2 separate regions of the Anser cygnoides genome follow, and region 2 is linked to region 1. A link is a contact called in public Hi-C data. All regions are on one chromosome and are shown on one strand. Each heading gives the region's core, a stretch centred on a gene start, on an enhancer-like site or on the middle of the called end of the contact. The rest is flanking DNA. Distances are from core to core; before and after follow the strand shown.

The links. A called contact is a pair of places that touch in the nucleus more often than the background predicts.
Region 2: a Hi-C map of liver shows a contact between it and region 1, with 2.5 times the contacts expected there. The contact joins the promoter of CORO7 here to the enhancer-like site in region 1. A contact is called at or near these places in 3 of 7 Hi-C or Micro-C datasets (all in liver).

The regions. Positions count from the first base shown.
Region 1 is chr15:11,894,056-11,897,734 of Taihu_goose_T2T_genome, forward strand. The region is part of intron 6 of ADCY9 (adenylate cyclase 9); the gene reads right to left. Among named protein-coding and RNA genes, the nearest start is that of CREBBP, 47 kb to the left of the region's middle. Within about 2 kb of position 2,101, at least 1 of the 3 cell types and tissues checked has open chromatin away from gene starts, as enhancers often do. A contact at or near this core is called in liver, where this site is marked.
Region 2 is chr15:12,061,603-12,065,281 of Taihu_goose_T2T_genome, forward strand. CORO7 (coronin 7) reads right to left here and starts at 1,696. Exons shown (of 28, transcript XM_066977532.1): 1 at 1,415-1,696. The coding sequence starts at 1,474. DNAJA3 (DnaJ heat shock protein family (Hsp40) member A3) reads left to right here and starts at 2,250. Exons shown (of 11, transcript XM_066977539.1): 1 at 2,250-2,466; 2 at 2,603-2,730; 3 at 2,863-2,946; 4 at 3,668-3,679. The coding sequence starts at 2,265.

The DNA.
Region 1 (3,679 bases), core at 851-3,350:
CATCGGGAAAATTTGCTTCTCAAAGCTCGGAAACATTCATCACTCTCCAAAAACTGCAGCCGCTTTTCAAGGTTTTAATTATTTTTATGGAGGCATAAAAAGGCAGTGCAATAGTCACCTTCATTCAAAGGCTCTCCATTGTGGATATATGTATTAACCAGAGCGGGCCTGAGCTTTTCTTGCTTTACCAAATAATTCCTGCTTTTGTGAGACGAACTTACTTCAAAGAGGAATGGCAGAACCACAGAGCCCGCTGCGAGACCACAAGGCAGGCGTGAGCAGCGCCCTGTGCGTTTGTGGCACGAGTAATTCTGCTGGTGCCACAGTGGATGACCAGGGAGCCCGAATGGCAAACGCGTTTTTGGACGGAGATGCTCACAGCTGACAAGAATGTATAAATACAACATATGCTAAATGTGGAATTCACATATTCCAAAGTCACAAACTATTGCATACTACCTAGATCTTTTTTTAAAAATAACCAAAAAAAAAAAGAAAAAAAACCTCAGTTTTTTTCTTTAATGCTTTTGACTAAAATACAAGGTATAATGTTGGATAAAAACCTGATAAAAAATGGGTAAAGTTTTCTGTGTGACTTGGACACTAATTGCACACCTTTTAAATATGTCTTGCTTTTGGGTGTTACTTTAATTCTCAGGTCTAGGCCTCATTAATTTTGCAACCTCTAGCATTATTCAAGAGCTTTTATTCTCTCATTTAATAAATTAAAATATCGGAATTATACTTAAATGCAAAGAGAAAAAGAGAAAATTAGGGTAATAGGATGGAAAACGCTGTAATACACCAGCACCCCACGAGAGGGTGCTCTCAGATTTCTCAGTGCCTAGTTAATGGACTCCCATTTAAGCCAAAAAGCATAGCTATATTACATCATAAAAGAGAATTTGCAACAAAGCACGGAAATACAACTGCATAAAAAGCAAAATAAATTCAAAAGCCCTGTAGAGTAATTACTGGTTTTTCTAAAGTGTTATATACTGTCCTGACAGCCTCTATCATCCATGGCAGAACATGCTCTGGGCTCTAGTGGCAGCCAAGCTGCTCCAGTATCGAGTCCTTCTGAAAATGCCACCCAAGTTCATGCCTCTAAAAATAAAGTCGATCCTGCTAAAGCGTTCGAACTGGGATCAGCTTTTACATGGCTAAACGGTGAGAAGGAAACAGCACCGGCTCTGGCAGAGCACCGTGGGCAGCACCCATCACTCCCGCGTGGAGCAAGGCACCCCCTGCCCACGCCACACCTGGACCCCGCTGCGGGCGCAGACCCCAGCCCTGGGGATGGGCACCCGGCGCCGCTTGTGTCTCGCACCCCAGCCCACGCGGGCACTTCACGGAGCAGAAAGCTTGGTTTTTGCCAAGCCTCATGCCAGGATAAATTCTTGTGGGAACTATAGCAACAAATCCATCAGCAAACCTGATCTGTTAATCCTGGGATGAGGACACTTCTTTATTTAGGCAGCTGCGTGTTTGAAAAAGCAAGCACAAATTCCAGGACAACTCCACATTTCTCAGTGGTAATGTTTACCTTCTTGCATTGATTTTTTTTTTCCAGTCCAGAATCAATTGCAATGCTCTACACTCCGGAATTAAAACAAGTGAAACCTCATCTTTCACAAAACAGACGAAGCCTGTGAAGGCAGCACAGCTCTCCCATCACAGGAAGCAAGCACTGCATTAAATCCAGGCAGCAGGAGAGCTGCAGACATTTAATGGCTACAGGGCACTACCGGTAAATAATGCAGTGTCAGTGGGTAGCTCAACAGGGCTTAAATGCTGAAGCATCTAAGATGTTTACACAAGCTGCAGTTCAAATTAGTAACTTTGACATAAATGATTAATGGCTAATGGAGAACATTACCGTCATTTCTGTATTTACTGGCAGTTTAAAATCAATTCCCATATTTCAAATCAAAAGCTTTTGGCACAGCAGTGAATTGGTGGGATATTAAATACCAAAGTCACAGATGTTAGAAATAAATAAAGGCAAAACAGAATACAGTTTGCCCTTGCATCTATACTCTACGTAAGTCAGGTTGTTAACAAAACCAGTTCATTAAGCTCTAGTTGCACAAAGCAATTTTTGTTCTTGGCTATGAGGAATTTAAGAAGATCCAATCGGTCGGCTACAGGGTTTCAACAGCAGACAGACTTTGGATATTACTTTGGCAAGCCTTGAGAAGGTGAAGTAGTGGGCAAAGGGCAGTTTTATTTCATCAGAGTACAGCAGGTTTCCATTCTCCTGCTTTGACTGTATTTGCTTTTTTTCTTCACCCAGAAGATTTTTTTTCTCTCTGTTAAGGTACTTCTATACTGATGAATCAACTTACCAGGCGCTCCCACCTCTCACTCTTTAGAACAGGATTGAAATATCCACTACACTGGATTCATCTCCTCACTGAGAGATCTTCACTGAAGGGTGTTATTGAAAGCAATGCATGTTTTAAACATCTTATTTATAACAAGTTTTAATTGAGAAAAAGAACTGGATGCAAAAAGCTTCTAGTCAACAAAAAACTTGTATTCGCACCTAAAATAGTGGGCAGATCTCTTTTACCTGTATTCCTGCAGAAGCACCCCTAAGAATCCCGAGTAAAACTGCACACACCGTCGTATGCTCAGTGACATTTCCCAAGATATTTTTATAAAATACCAGAACTTTAAGACCTCTTACACTCCAACTGAACTCATGAAAGTCAAAGTAGTCATATTTCAAGTGGGCAGAAGGACATTCTTTGCACTACATTTACAGAACTGGAGATGACATACTCCACATGCTGACAAATTAAGCACCACTTTTTGCATGCAGCTTTAAACAATTAATTCTAGAGTGTCACTTGTGATAACAGTGGGATCCTCATCTACAGATACTCCAATAATTTATTATCAGACACTTCTGAGAAATCAAAACATCCTTCTCCTGCAAGCCTTGCTCCATAAGGACTTCTGCTCTAACTTCAGTTTTACCTCGTTTCTCATTGTGCAGGCAGCGAGTGCTTTCCTCTCCCACTACTGCAGCTGGACTCGAGCCCTTAGCCACAAGAGCTACAGCGAGTACTTCCTAGTCTGAGCACTGGATTCAATTAAAAGTCAGACTGATTTAAATACAGGGTGTTTCGCATCATGATAATGAAAATACAATGAGAAACTTAGGCAAGAATTTTTTGGTCCCAAAATAATCCCTCTCCTGAAATTCTAGGATTGTGCCCAGCATTGTAGGCCAATCCCCTCCCTTATGATATCTCTGTGGTATTCTGTGATTGTCACTTGTGATGACATTTCTGCACAGGAAGCTCTGCACTTTTCTGCGTATAATGAGCAGTCAGAGTGAGCAGTCCTCGCTTTGAAGACAATTTAAAGAGGAAAAGGATGATTTTGTTCTTTCTGATCAAAGGAAGTGAGATGGAATAAGGGCACAACAGTACGTCTGTCCTCTTGATGCCAACAGGCTCCATGTTTCAGCAGTGAAAACAGAGCTGCCTGTAAACTCATCCTCTGGGAATATGCAATGCAGTGCACAATTTAAAACATTTTGAATTTAATGCAGCCAACTAAGGAACACTTACAGAATGATCATATTTCAATAGCACAGATGGGGAAGTGGAAGGTTGTTACACTTGTACATGAGTGTGTGCCTCAGGCTGTGGAGACTGGAGTGGCC
Region 2 (3,679 bases), core at 446-2,945, 170 kb after region 1:
GGCACCGAGAAGCCTCACATCGGCCGGACCTGCTCCAGGCGACATCAGTGCGCAACCGCAGGCCCGTGGGAGCTCCCCGGCACACCCGGGGCCAAGTCCAACCCTCGTGCAGAGGCGACAGCGGGGCGCTGGACGGGTGCCAGCAGGGCCACCAGCACCGCTGCAGCGTGTGCCCGCGTCCCACACAGAGCCCTTTGCAGGACGGGAGCTGCACAACCCCACAAGGAGCGAGAGCTGCGCTTCCTCTCTTTGCACGGCTTCCTTTTGGGGCCTGACAGAGACGAGCGGTTCCTGCAGCACTTCCTCTGGTCCCTGTCACAGCAGCCTGCTTGGTGGCAGGCCCCTTAACCCTTCCCGCACCCGGGGGAGGTGAACACCCCGGCCACATCCCTGCAACAAGCCGCAGCCCCTCAGGGCGTCTCCGCCAGCAGAGCCCTTCGGAGGCTGCCGGGGGGGAGAAGCGACCCAGATGCGATCCTCGTGTCTGTGCCGTGCTTCCTGATCCGGCCAGGTCAAGCGTCTGCCTTCGCCTCGGTAAACAAGCGGCCACGCTCAGGGACGCGAGGCGCTTCCCGAGACGCGTGGGGACGAGTCCTGCCCACGGGGCTGGGGCACGAGGCCTGGCTCCCTGGGGCACGCTTCATGCCCGGATGGGGAATGCCTTAAGGGAGGCCCCGTCCCACACAGGCTGCCGAGGCCGAGCAGATGTCTCCCTGCACGCTGGGCCCTTGACGTCCCACAGAGCTCTCCCAGCAGGGTGCGGGGACGCCCCTGCCTGCGAGCCCCTGGGACCTTTGCCGCGGGGCTGTGACAGTCCCGGCACCCGCACGTGCTCTCCGGGCCGGCTGGGCACACGCGCGGGGGCAGCCACATCCCTTCCGACCCTGCATTAACCCCAGAGGGACACGCCGGGTGCTGGCAGGCCTGCAGGGGTGTGGGTGCAGGACGGGCCAGGCTTGTGCAAGGGCAGCTCGGACAGGAAGGTAAAGGGAAGGAGCGCGCTGAAGCCCACGGGCTGGGAGATGAACGCATCCGTGCCCCTGGGGGGCCCAAACCTTTTCCAAAGGCAGCGAGACCCCAAGATTTCTCGCAGCATCACCCAACCCGCTGCTGGCCCCACAGCCCACGCCGAAGGGCGCCGCACCCCACACCCGGGTGCCGCCCCCGGGAACCAGAGCGGCCTCGGGGAGCCCCCGCAAGGGCTGCGCGCCCCGGGAAGGCTCAGCCCCCGCCTGGCCCAGCACAACCCAGGCGGCATCCCTGAGCTGGAGGGGTCGGGGACGGAGGGCGCGGGGCACCGGGAGCCCCGCGGGTGCCGGGCCGGTGCCGCCCGCCCCAGCACGGCCCCGCCGCACCGCGCCGCGCCCGGCCCCGCCCGGGGAGCCCCGGCTCGCCCCGAGCCCCCCGCGCTCACCTCCCTGCGGGGCAGCCGGGCCTCGGTGTGCCGCAGCTTGGACGCCTTGAAGCGGTTCATGGTGCGCCGGGCCGGGCCGGGCCGGGAATCCCGAGCCGAGCCGAGCCGGGCCGGACCGGACCGAACTGAGCCGAGCCGAGCCGAGCAGGGCCGGGCCGGGCCGGGACCCTCAAGCCGGGCCGGGACCCTCAAGCCGGGCCGAGCCGAGCCGGGCCGAACCGGGACGCCCGAGCCGAACCGAGCCGAGCCGAGCCGGGCCGAGCCGCCGGCCCCGCCCTAGCCCCGCCCCCTCCGCGCTGACCACGCCCCCGAGCCGGGCCGGGCGCGGCGCCCCCCCCCTCCCCCCGAGGCAGCTCCAAGGGCCGCGGGTTCGAGGCCCGCCGAGGCTCCGCCGCCCGCGGTCCGGGTGCTGCGTACCGGCACCCGGCCCGCGGGGCGCGGCGAGCCCCGGGACGGGCCCTGCCGCCCCGGTGTCTCGCTAGGGCTGTGGGCAGCTGTGTGTGTGTGTGCTGCGCTCCCCGCTGACGGGGCTCGGCGGCAGCGGCCCCGGTGACGGAGGCGGGAGATGGGCGCTGGGCAGGAATCGGGAACAGCTCCTGCCCTCACCGCGGGCTCTGCGGGAGCGCGGCCACCTCCGCGAGAGGAACCTGCGCCTCAGCCCGCTGCCCGCGCCCCGCCCGGGCGGTAAGAGACCGACCACGGCCCCGGGGTGCCCGGGAGGGCGGTCCCGAGCCCCGCAGCGCGAACCCCCCGCCCCTCACCGCCCCCCCGCCACTGCGCACGCGCGGCACCGCGCTTCCCCCCCCCCCCCGCCGCCGTGACGCATGCGCAGCGCCGCGCGCGGGCCAAGATGGCGGCCGGGAGCGCCGCGCGCTGGCTGGGGGCCGCCGCCGGTGCCGCGCGGGGCTGCGCGGCGGGGCCGGGGCCGGGCCGGGGCCGGGGCCGGGGGGCGCTGCGGCTGCCGCTCGTGTGGCTGCTCCGCGGGCTCGGCCCCGCGCCGGGACCCGCCGCACGCCGCCCCTCGCTGCTGTGCGCCGGGCCGTGGGCCGCGGGTGAGCGGGGAGCGGGGCTGGGCGGCGGCGGCGGGGCCCGAGGGGGGCTCGGGGGCTGAGGGGCGCCCGGTGCCCGCCCGGCGCCCTCTCACCGCCCCCTCACCGCCCCCTCACCGCCCCTCTCCTCCTCCCGCAGGGCCGAGCCGCGTCCCGGCCGCCTCCTTCCACAGCAGCGCGGCGGCCCGCGCCAAGGAGGACTACTACCAGGTGCTGGGGGTGCCGCGCTCCGCCAGCCAGAAGGAGATCAAGAAGGCCTACTACCAGGCACGGCCCCGCCGCCCCCCCGGGGCGCCCCCCCGAGGGGCTCCGTCCCCCAGGGCGCAGGCACCGAGCTTCGCCTGCCGCCTGCGAGATTGGTCTCGTCTGTCTCTAACGCTTGGGTTTTTTCTCGTTTAGCTGGCGAAGAAATACCATCCCGACACAAATAAGGACGACCCCAAAGCTAAGGAGAAGTTCGCGCAGCTGGCAGAAGCCTACGAGGTAACGCATGGGGTTTTATTGCCGTGAGAGGGAAGAGAGGTGGGAACAACTCTTGGAGTAGACGGAGTGGAAATACTGCGTCTTCTTGTGTTTGTTGTAAAAGCACAGCTGTTTTTTGACGTCTTGTGCTTCAGGTGTGAGTGCAGCTGCCCTAGAGGTGTCTACAGCGAGTTATTTAGCGCAGATTTCTGTTTTACCTGATCGTATTTTGGGCTCTTTGCATTTTTGGCTCTTAGCAATGAGGGACTGGCACAGTTGGGAAAGGTGGTTTCTGCGGTGGAGTTCGCGCGTAGGTGAAATAAACAAACAAACAAACCTGTCAGCAGTTACCAGCTTTCTGAGACAAAGGTACGTTCCACTGTGCTTCAGCTCCGTTTCTGCTCTCCACCTTGTGTTGTGCTGGCTTGCACTCTGGCAGGTTTCAGATTTCCTCCAGCACTCGTACCACCAACTTTCATTCAACATACAAGCAATGAAATATACAACATAAGTTCTTCCTGCTTGTTATGAACCAGTAAGACCTTGTCGTCTTGCTAATGACAAGCTTTTCGATAATTTGTATGATCGTGAAGGCTGGGACGCGCTTCCTGAGGACATGAAGGTCTGAGCGAGCACCGTCTGGTGACAGACAGCCCTGAGTTCCGCTGGGGGGGCTGCCCAGGACAGCCAGGCTGCTCGGGGCCTGGTCGGTGTCCTGATGGCATCGTTCTTTGCCTCCAAGGTATTAAGCGAC